Regions from separate parts of the Mus musculus genome. Here region 1 is linked to region 2. A link is a contact called in public HiChIP or PLAC-seq data. All regions are on one chromosome and are shown on one strand. The core of a region is the stretch at or near the end of the contact, and the rest is flanking DNA. Distances in the headings are between cores, read along the strand shown. Region 1 overlaps Rbm47 (RNA binding motif protein 47). Region 2 holds the start of Rpl9 (ribosomal protein L9).

Region 1 (4,935 bases), core at 559-3,058, 660 kb after region 2:
GCACCAGCTGGTTACTTATTAAACTTGGGTGCCAAAGGCTGACTTGTACAAATGACAGTATTAACTGCCCCGCCTGGTCTGTGTGCAGGAGTGGATCCAGCAATCCTCATAGCTGTGAATTTCTGTCATATCGGCAGAATTCAGCAACAAATTGCAGCAATTTGAGTCTGACCTCTGATCCGCAAGGTTCATGTGAACCTTTGAACCTCAGCTTGGAGTTGAGAAACATCGAGATGGTGGTTAGTAATTATTCTCCCAGGCCAGGTAAATAGTTAACACCGTGGCCGTTGCTCCGCCCGAAAGCACAATCCGCAGATCGAGAGACCAGTCATTGAAGGTGCCATTGAGAGCGAGCTTCAGGAAGAAAAAAAGACAGTTTGGACACATCTAGTAAAAGCAGGATATTTCAGGATGAAAACTAAGAAGAGGGCAAGGGTGCCGGAAAGAAGGCTTAGTCAGTAAAGCGCTCACTGGGCCACCCTGACAACCTGGCTGGATCCCCACAGCCAGGTAAAGGCCGGAGAGAACCAACTCCACACAAGTTGTCCTCAGACCTATACAGTACACTGTGGCACACACACACACACGCACACACACACACATACACACACACACGCACACACACACACCACATAAGCGCGCATACACCCTTAATATCCGGTGATAACCACAGTAACATTCTCTTTACAAATCAGATAAAAATACCAAATACTAAATGCTTTTGATGTAATATTTTTATCCAACACTACCATCTCTCAGCCCTTAAATAAATGTCCAGTCTATTCTGTTACAGAATACAAACCCATGCTGAGCCATTTTCGGAACAAAGCAGCAAACTAGTTACAGACATTACAGGCACGTTTACCTTTGACACTGACAAGAGAATGCTCAGGTGAGTAGCTGTGAGAGCCGGCTGACACTACAGGCTGACGACGCATGGACTGACAGACAGACGCGTCTAACGCTCTGTGCCCACACTGACTGATGGCAGCCATCTCCCACCATGATGGAGGAGGGCTCCTAAGACAGAGAGATGCTCCGCTTGATGTTCAGCTTCTACTGCTATGCAAATCGCTTCATTTTTAAGTAGATAGGTGAGAAAGACACTCTGCTTTCTGGTTGTTGTGGTTAATATTAGAACAGAGCGTGGAAAGTTGTCCTAAAAAGTATTATAGTTATAGTCAAGAGCATAGTGCCTGTGGTTAGATCCATTTCTTAAAACTATCGTCGGTTTGAAAAAGAATGTCTCAAAGTAGAGTACCCAAGAGGAAATACCAAGGCTCCAGTTTCACGTATCATCAGACTGCTGATTCCTAACTTATTTTAGTTATCACATTTTCTCCTCTAAAGACTGCTTTTGCGACACCATCGACAAATCCTTGCTTATACTGTATCGCTTAAATGTAAGAATTTTTTAAGTAAGCGCAGTGGAAAGCTGTAAGACTAAGCAACATCTTTAAAAAAAAAGCCCACCCATCACTAGAGAACAGGAGGCAAGGTAAGTAGAGAAGTGTTTAAAATTCTCAAGAACTTATAGACGTATACACCACTTTTAATTAAAACAAAAAACCAAAACAGATGGACCGACGCTTAATGCCTTAACCAAACACAACCATTCTCCACACCTCAATGAGGATAAATAAGAATAAATAAGATTTCCCTACCTTTCCAGGCTTCGATCTGGATGTGCAGGCTAATTGCGACCACAGCCCGGCTTGGCTTCAGCAACCTTTGCCCCTAACCCCAGGAACAGCGTGACTCTGCCCTACGTGGCTCCTGGCTCGGCATTGGCCAATGGCTTTGAGCCTTGGGAGTCATTTGCTAAGGACACCTGGAATGAATTTGAAGGCGTGGCTCAGAAAGCAGGGAGGGGCCATAGCTGTCCTGGGGAAATGCTTTGTAGCCTTACAAAGATTTTAGTGCAAAACCTATTCTAATAGATGACTGGGGAAGCCCCAAGAAGACACTGCATTGCATAGAAAGGAAATTTGACAGAAATATTTTAATCGTGGCTAAAATTAAATGAATGATTTTCTTACCAATCATCTCAGAGAATCATGTGGGTGCCCACTGCTATTGAACCACTGCTTAATATAAATAAGAAATGTAGTAATTCCTACTTCATGTGAGATGTTGTGGGGGTTAAATAAACACATTTAAGTGAGCCCAAAGTCTTCTGGCAAATAGAAAATACTAAAAAGTGACACTGTGAGACATCATTACACACTGTGAATTATTAGAAAGGGTGACAGTTCTAATCCCAGAATATGGGAGATTGCACTTGGAGGTTCAACAACAGTCACAAGGCCAGTATAACATACCTAGTAAAACTGCCTCAAAAGTCTTAAAGAAAAGTATGGTGTTGCCACAATTTCTTGGAAATACTGAATTTTTAGAAAATGTTACTTTCCCCTTGTGTCATATCTAGGCTAGGTAACTTGAATTACTGGGCACACTCTCATCCAAACACTACCAAAACCCAAAAATTTTAAAAAGATTTATTTATTTTTATGTATACTGTAAATACACTGTAGCTATCCTCAAACACACCAGAAGAGGGCATTGGATTCCCATTACAGATGGCTGTGAGTCACTATGTGGTTGCTGGGAATTGAACTCAGGACCTCTGGAAGAGCAGTCAGTGCTCTTAACCGCCGAGCCGTTTCCAGCTCCCCAAAAACCAAATTTATAAATATGATAAAAATAGGCAAAAATCCCATGTGAGCATGTTTATTCATTTGAAGCTGAAATAGATTCACCTGTTAGAAGCTGGGACAAGCAGTGGGCGGCACAGGCAGAGAGTTTGGTAAAACGAGCATCATGGTACTAAAGACAAGGAAGATCCATAGCACTTTGGGGTAAACACACTCCATCTCTCACCTGAGGCAGACCCTCAGCCAAGATGGCTCTGCAAGTAAGAGTTAGGAAATCGGGGGGAGGGGGGAGAGAAATTGAGGTTTGTGTGTGTGTGTGTGTGTGTGTGAGAGAGAGAGAGAGAGAGAGAGAGAGAGAGAGAGAGAGTCTTCACACCATGTGATACCCAATACTCTCTGAATGAGTGTGAAAGTAAGCTTCAAAGCCTAAAGAGAAATGAAAACCTGCCAGCCTCCTAACGTAACATTTCAGGCTGGGGCACAGAGCAGTGGTTGTGTGTGTGCCTACTATGTTCAAGCCCTGGGTTGAACCCCAAGATGGGAATAGGGAAGCCAGGTTTGCTGATGCACCTCGGCAATCCCAGTGCTGGCTAGGAGTTCAAGGTCATCTTTAACTACGTAGCCAGTTCAAGGCCAGCCTGAGGCACACAAGGGTGTATCCCAAAATACCAACAAACAACACTGTGTTTTCCCTTGGTTCACGTCACTGAATTATATGATTTTTTAGACTGTCAAAAGACCAGAGGGGCAAATGTGTTTCCAGTCTTCTATCCATATTTTATAAAGGAAGGTTTTATTGCTTCTAAATAAAATGATCAATACTGAGAAATATTAGTGACTTAATAAAGACTAGAAATAAAAAAAAAATCTAAGATTGTAAATTGTTAAATATTACATGAAACCAAACTCTTAGGCTAATTGAAGCAAAACTAAAGAATCCATAGTGTGTAAGCCAGTATTTTAAAAATTATATATTTTAAGCTAGAGGGGTGGGCGTGGTAATGCACACCTTTAGTCTCAGCACTTGGGAGGCAGAGGCAGGCAGATCTGAGTTTGAGGCCAGCCTGATCTATATATAATTTTTAAAGGACAAATTTAAATTCCTTAATTTAACAGGACCCAGTAACATTTTTTAAAGCTATGTGTTTATTTAGGGTGTCTCATGTGTCTCAGTGAGCATGGGATCAGAGGACAGGTGCTTATTTGCTTTCACCAGGTGGGCTCCCGGAATCAAACACAGGTTAGCAGGTTTGGGGGCAGGAACCTTTACCTGCTGAGCGCTCTTCTCTGGCCCAGAAGGTAAGCACACATACTTGCTATTCTTGGAGAAGACCAGGGTTAAGTTCTCCGTATCCACATGGAGGTTCACCCTCCATACCCTGAGCTCCAGAAGATCTGATGCCCCCTTCTGGCTCCTGTGGGCACTGCAAGCACAAGGTGCAAAAGACATACATGCAGGCAAAACAGCCATGCATGTAAATGAGAATACATCTTTAAAAAATAAGTGTAAGAAAAAAAATTCCTGTGTTTACAGCACGTTTTGAACATTAGTATTTTAGGTCTGGGGTTTTTTCATAAGAATGTGTGTACATATGTGAGTAAATGAAAATGCTCTTCTAATAAACGCTGTCCTAAAAGCACCAGAGGGTGGTGAGTTTCAGGATATATGGGTAAGGCCTGAGTGTAGGGGCCCTTCAAGGGGAGGGGTGTAGAAGTGCTTAGTCCGCATGTGCAGAGCCCTGGCTTTAAAAAACAGAAGAGTTGGGAGCTAAGAGCTAGCTTTTCACACAAGACTTAAAAGCAGTAATTATGATGGCAATTATAGCCTGCCTTCAACATGAAAATAAGTGAAATCTTCATGCTGTGGCTTTGAACAAAGTTGGCCTTAATAAACTCAAACAATAAAAAACAAACAAACAAACAAACAAACAAAACCAACCAACCAACCAAAAAACCCCCAGGAAAACAAAAAACAACCCAGAAGTTCCCTCCCTTGCTCACATAGTCATTGTCCCCCAACTCCTAGCACCCCCTTCTGTGAGCATACAAATGTGACTTAAGCCACTCCAGATCCAACTGGCTTGCAGCAAGTAGTTAAACCCTGTCTGAAGAACCGGTCCTCAGTCTTCACAAAGCTCCTTTGTTTCAGAGTCCCAGGTGGCTGCTCTAAAGAGAGGCAGAAGGTACCAGGGAAGTATGGAAGGCCTAAGGTAGATGTGGTTGTATAAAAGAAAGAAACAAGGGCTGGTGAGATGGCTCAGTGGGTAAGAGCACCCGACTG
Region 2 (4,885 bases), core at 1,160-3,659:
CTCAAGGCTCAGATAAAATGTTACTGTCTGTTATGACAAATATACACACCTGAATTTGAAACAAGTTCAATGTCATTTCCTTCAAGGATTAACTCATCCTTCTGGGCTTGAGAGACAGAACAAGCCACACCTGAAAGAGGTGTGTATTCAACAGCGTTAACAGGAGAGACATCTCACCAATACAACTCCATTTAAAACCCCAAGCAACCAATCAAGTTCTCTAAGACTTTAGGGTTGGAATTGAACCTCCTGTCATCTCAGATGACAAATGTGACTCCCAGATCCCACAAAAGGCTGATGCATCCTACAACTATTTCAGCATACTCCCTCTTCAGGAAAACCTCAAGCTCAGGACCACCCAACAGTCTTCACCACACCCGAACACCAAGGCTCCATCCAGACCCAAGGACAAAGAACTGTAGCAAGTTCCCATCATCCCTCAAGGCCCACACACACCTGTCCTCATCCGAACCCTGCGGATGTATTTTTCACCCAAGAAATTTCGGATTTCAACCAAAGAGCCATTCTCCTGGATGACGACGTTGATGGGGAAGTGAGCGTACACAGACCGCATCTTGTATCGGAAGCCCTGCATCAAACAAGCAACTGTGAGCCATCCTGAACAAACTCAAAGTTTTCGGTTCAGCTGGCCTAGATTTTGAGATTCCTCTTCTTCAGTTTCCCCAGGCTGAATTTAGAGTCAGCTCTAAATGCCCTAAGGTGCTTTTGTCATGTCGTGGAAATTTAACACACGCACTCTACCCACCATATGCAAGTTGCAACATCTTCCCAAAGCTCCAGGAGGAAGCTTTCTTTTACTATCTCATCCTTTGAGGGCATAAGATCCTCATTTTTGGCATTAGGCATCTGTGGAGTTACTACAGACACCACCAGATAATAAGTGACTCCAGACTAAACAAAAGGCCCAGTCCTCCCCAGGAGCAACAGGGTAACACGATCCAATAGGTATACAAAGTACAGCTTGTGTTTATAAAACAACACCTCTTCAGCATTAACTGTTTTGGGAGAAAGGATCTAGAACAGTAACTTCAGAGATGCACAAGTCAGATCTTTTTGTTTGTTTTTTTGAGACAGAGTATAACTCTGGCTGTCTTTTCTATCCATTGAGTCCCAAACATACCAGCCAGCAATCTCCACTATATGTATCTACCAACAAACAAAACCCCTGAAACAGAAGTAAAGGAGCCTGCCCAGCAAATTCCTGGGTCTGATCTGTGCTAACCCACCCCCAATATCTGAAAGTGCCTCCTTTGTAGAAGTACAGTCCATCCTGGCCCTAGACATTTATACACACCCAAGGAACCTCTTCCAAAGGGTTAAAGGGCAGAGTGGAGGGCTGACTTACCAGCGTGACACCCTTGATCATGTTCTGAACATGACTGCAGATGGTCCTGACGGTGGCCAGTTCCTTTCTGTTACCCCACCATTTGTCAACCCGGAGCTGAAACACAACAACTTTAGAATTAAAACACAGCACTTTTAGCTGGCGAGTACTAGCACGCAAAGCCATGTACAAATGCACCGTATGTCACACGCACAGGACACCAGAGGGACGACACACACACACCCAAGTTCACTCATAAAAGAACTGAGTCCGAGTAACCCACTCGGCCACGCATGGGGTGGGGGATTAACATCGGTTACCGGGTTTTGTTACAAGCAAGCACCCGAAGCATCGGAAGACACAAGTTCTTACCCTTTTCTTCTTCTTCCCAAGAAGACTCAGCTCCACGTTGATGTGATTGAAGTCCCTCCGCAGAGTCCCCCTGGGGCCCTTCACAATGACTGTGCGCCCCTTCAGAGTGATTTCGACTAAACGAGAAAGTGAACTGGTGAGACCATAGGCCGGGGTTTAGAGCATGCAGGAAAGCCGTCAGCGGCCGGCGGGGAGCCATCTACTCACCATTCTCTGGAATGTCCACAGTCTGATTGCTGAGAATGGTCTTCATCCTGAAACACAGACACCCGGGTGAGACGGCTGGGGCGGGGGACGCTCTACACCCGAGACCCGGCAGCGTTCCGCTCCCAACGGGAATCGCCAGCTACGAAAGCCGGCAACAAGGACCCAGGTGTGTCCGGGACAAGGACTGGACCGGGGGCCCCGGAGAAGAGTAAGGAAGCCCGGCTCGGTGCGCCATGGCGGAAGGGCTACGACCGAGATGGGCCTGAAAGCCCGAACGCCACTTCCAGCTCGCGCCACCAAGTCCCAAGGACGCACGTCGTGCTGGGGGACAGTCGGGACAAAGCCTTGGGGCATCGGCTCCATGCCGCCGGGGTCCCCAAACAGAGGATGGGTTCAGATTCCCGGGGCACCCGGTCCCTAAGCTCCTCACCTCGCAGTAGATGGGGCAAAGAGAGAACGTCTTTCGTCATCACGTTCTTGTAATCCGTCAGGGCCCTGCGTGTCGCGTCACGACCCGAGCGACGGCTTTAAGGCGGAACTACTCGATTGCCGAGCTAGTCGAGTCGCGCCGGTCGGCGACGACGTATCGCGTCATGACTCAAGCGACGAGTTGTTGGACGCGTCCGGTGCCGGGGGTGCTGTTCCCTCGATCCCTTGACACTCCTGAGACCTAAAAGAGGGGGATGGCTCTACGCTGCTGGGATACAGCTCGCAGCCTGGGGTCCCGGGTGAGCGGCGGGAACGCCATTGCTTATCCTAAGTTCAAAACTAGGGAAATTGTTCCAGATATCCTTTTTTTAAAAGCCCCGACAGCTGTGGCATATCTTAATTATTGCAAACTTGTTGACAACATATTTTAGTACCTGTTTTAGGAATAGAAGACATGAAAACGTGGCATGTTAAGTCACCCACTAAGGTTTTCTAACCTATATTTAGCGGTTAACTTTGATCTGCGTCCCACTTTTTTCCCCCATTTGTCATGGCTGAGCGTGCATCAGGGTCTCTGTAATCTAGGCTGGCCTGAAACTAAATTCTTAGACCAAAGACGACTCCTCACTCTGCCTCCTCTGAGAGCTGCATTACGTGTTTGAGCCGCCGTGACTTACGGTTCTTTCACCTTGAGTCTTTTTCAGGTTCTGATCTACGTAGTTTGAGCTCTTAAATCGTTTTACATAATTTCTGAATCAATTTCTTTAGCTTTGGTATTATAATGGGTTAAAACTAAATTATTTCAGAGTCTACTGAGTGAATGTTGTACTGAACCCTTTTTGTAGATATTTGGAAGATATGCGTTCACGGTTAGAGCATTAAGTTCTTTGCCAGATAAGAAAAAGGAATTTTTGCATAATGGACCAGACCTTCAAGATTTTGTATCTGGTGATCTTGCAGACAAGAGTACATGGGATGAATATAAAGGAAACTTAAAGCGCCAGAAAGGAGAAAGGTAATTGAACATTAGATTCCACTTTGACTTTGTGCATTGTTTGGTTTTGTTTGTTTGTTTGTTTGTTTTGGTTTTGATTTTTTGAGACAGGGTTTCTCTGTGTAGCCCTGGCTGTCCTGGAACTCACTCTGTAGACCAGGCTGGCCTCGAACTCAGAAATCCACCTGCCTCTGCCTCCCAAGTGCTGGGATTAAAGATGCACTGCCTGGCATTGTGCTTTTTTTTTTTTTTTTTTTTTTTTTTTTTTCTTTTTTAATCAAGCCTTGTAGGTTTTTCTGTACCCTTTGGCCATTTCTTCATCCTTTCCAAAATGACCATTTTATGCTGCCATATCCCATTTTATATCTAGCATCTAATTGAGAAAGTATAGGTTTTTCTCTTGATAGTTATTTTATTTATTTGGGTTTTTGGAGATGGTTTCCCTATGTAGCCCTAACTGCCCTAGACTTCTCTCTGTAGACCAAGCTGGCCTCAAACTCAGAGATCCATTTTCCTCTTCCTCCTGAGTGCTGCAATTAAAAGTGTGCACAACCACCACCTGGCTTACTTTATTGATTTATGCCTTCATATAGTTTTAATTGTTAATGGGTATTGATCATCTAACTTACTCTTTTGTTTGTTTGTTTGAGATGGGGACTCACTATTTGTTCTTGGCTAACCTGGAACTCTCTATGTAGGCCAGACTGGCCTCAAACTCAGAACTGAGATCCGCCTGCCTCTGCCTCCCAGGTGCTGGGATTAAAGGTGTGCACCTCCACATCCGGCTCAAACTTGTTTGCATGTAGCCTATGATTCCTTTATCTTAATTGTTTTTTAATGACGTAAGGTTGCCTGGCAGGCAGAAGGCTCTGGATGCCAGATTCCTAGCAACACAGTAAACAAATAATAACAGAAGACTGGTGTACAGCGTAGTCTTCAAAAATGCTTATCAAACAGCTTCTAGATCAGAAGTGGATAGTCAAGGAAAATCAAAGATATAGCTTGCTTTCCAAAGGGTAGGCCTGTCTTTTTTGTTGTTGTTGTTGTTGTTGTTTTCATTTCTTGGTTTCTTTTAAATCAGGGTTTCATCTATATAGTCTGGGCTAGCCTTGAAATCACTGTGTAGTTAGATTTGACCTTGAACTCCTGTTCCTCCTACAGCATCACAGATGTGAACCACTGAAACCAGCAAACGGTCTGCCTTTATTAATGACTAGAATTTAGAATGCAGGATAAATGGTGTGCAGTTGGGTTCCTTGCTTGCCCTGAGTTTACTATAGTAATTTGTAGCATTCATAGGGAAGAGTATGCTCAAACCCGAATCCGTCCTTTAGTTAGAACAGGATAGCAATGTACGTTTGAGGGTCGGTATAAGCATCACACCCCTTAGACTCCGGTATCAGGGTTTCCTAAAGCATCTTAAGCAGACCTGAATTTGCGTCTTTGTTCTAATCACTATGATGGAGTTGAGTTAGTTCAGAAACACAGAAAAGGCTATGCTGGGAAACTGCTAGAGCAAGGTGCGTGCTTTCCACTGG

Evidence for each region. HiChIP or PLAC-seq counts read pairs in DNA pulled down with a chosen protein or histone mark.
Region 1: an HNF4G HiChIP or PLAC-seq map of pancreatic cancer cells shows a contact between it and region 2. The contact joins the enhancer-like site here to the promoter of Rpl9 in region 2. A contact is called at or near these places in 2 of 115 datasets of contacts at active chromatin or transcription factors (large pre-B cells and pancreatic cancer cells) and 1 of 9 other capture datasets (liver).

What each region holds. Positions count from the first base shown.
Region 1 is chr5:66,052,818-66,057,752 of GRCm38.p6, forward strand. The region is part of intron 3 of Rbm47 (RNA binding motif protein 47); the gene reads right to left. Among named protein-coding and RNA genes, the nearest start is that of Gm40310, 45 kb to the left of the region's middle. Within about 2 kb of position 1,809, at least 36 of the 459 cell types and tissues checked have an H3K27ac peak or open chromatin away from gene starts, as enhancers often do. A contact at or near this core is called in liver and pancreatic cancer cells, where this site is marked.
Region 2 is chr5:65,389,022-65,393,906 of GRCm38.p6, forward strand. Rpl9 (ribosomal protein L9) reads right to left here and starts at 2,410. Exons shown (of 8, transcript NM_011292.2): 1 at 2,355-2,410; 2 at 1,925-1,971; 3 at 1,718-1,833; 4 at 1,367-1,462; 5 at 457-589; 6 at 50-130. The coding sequence starts at 1,970. Lias (lipoic acid synthetase) reads left to right here and starts at 2,476. Exons shown (of 11, transcript NM_024471.5): 1 at 2,476-2,652; 2 at 3,199-3,368. The coding sequence starts at 2,608.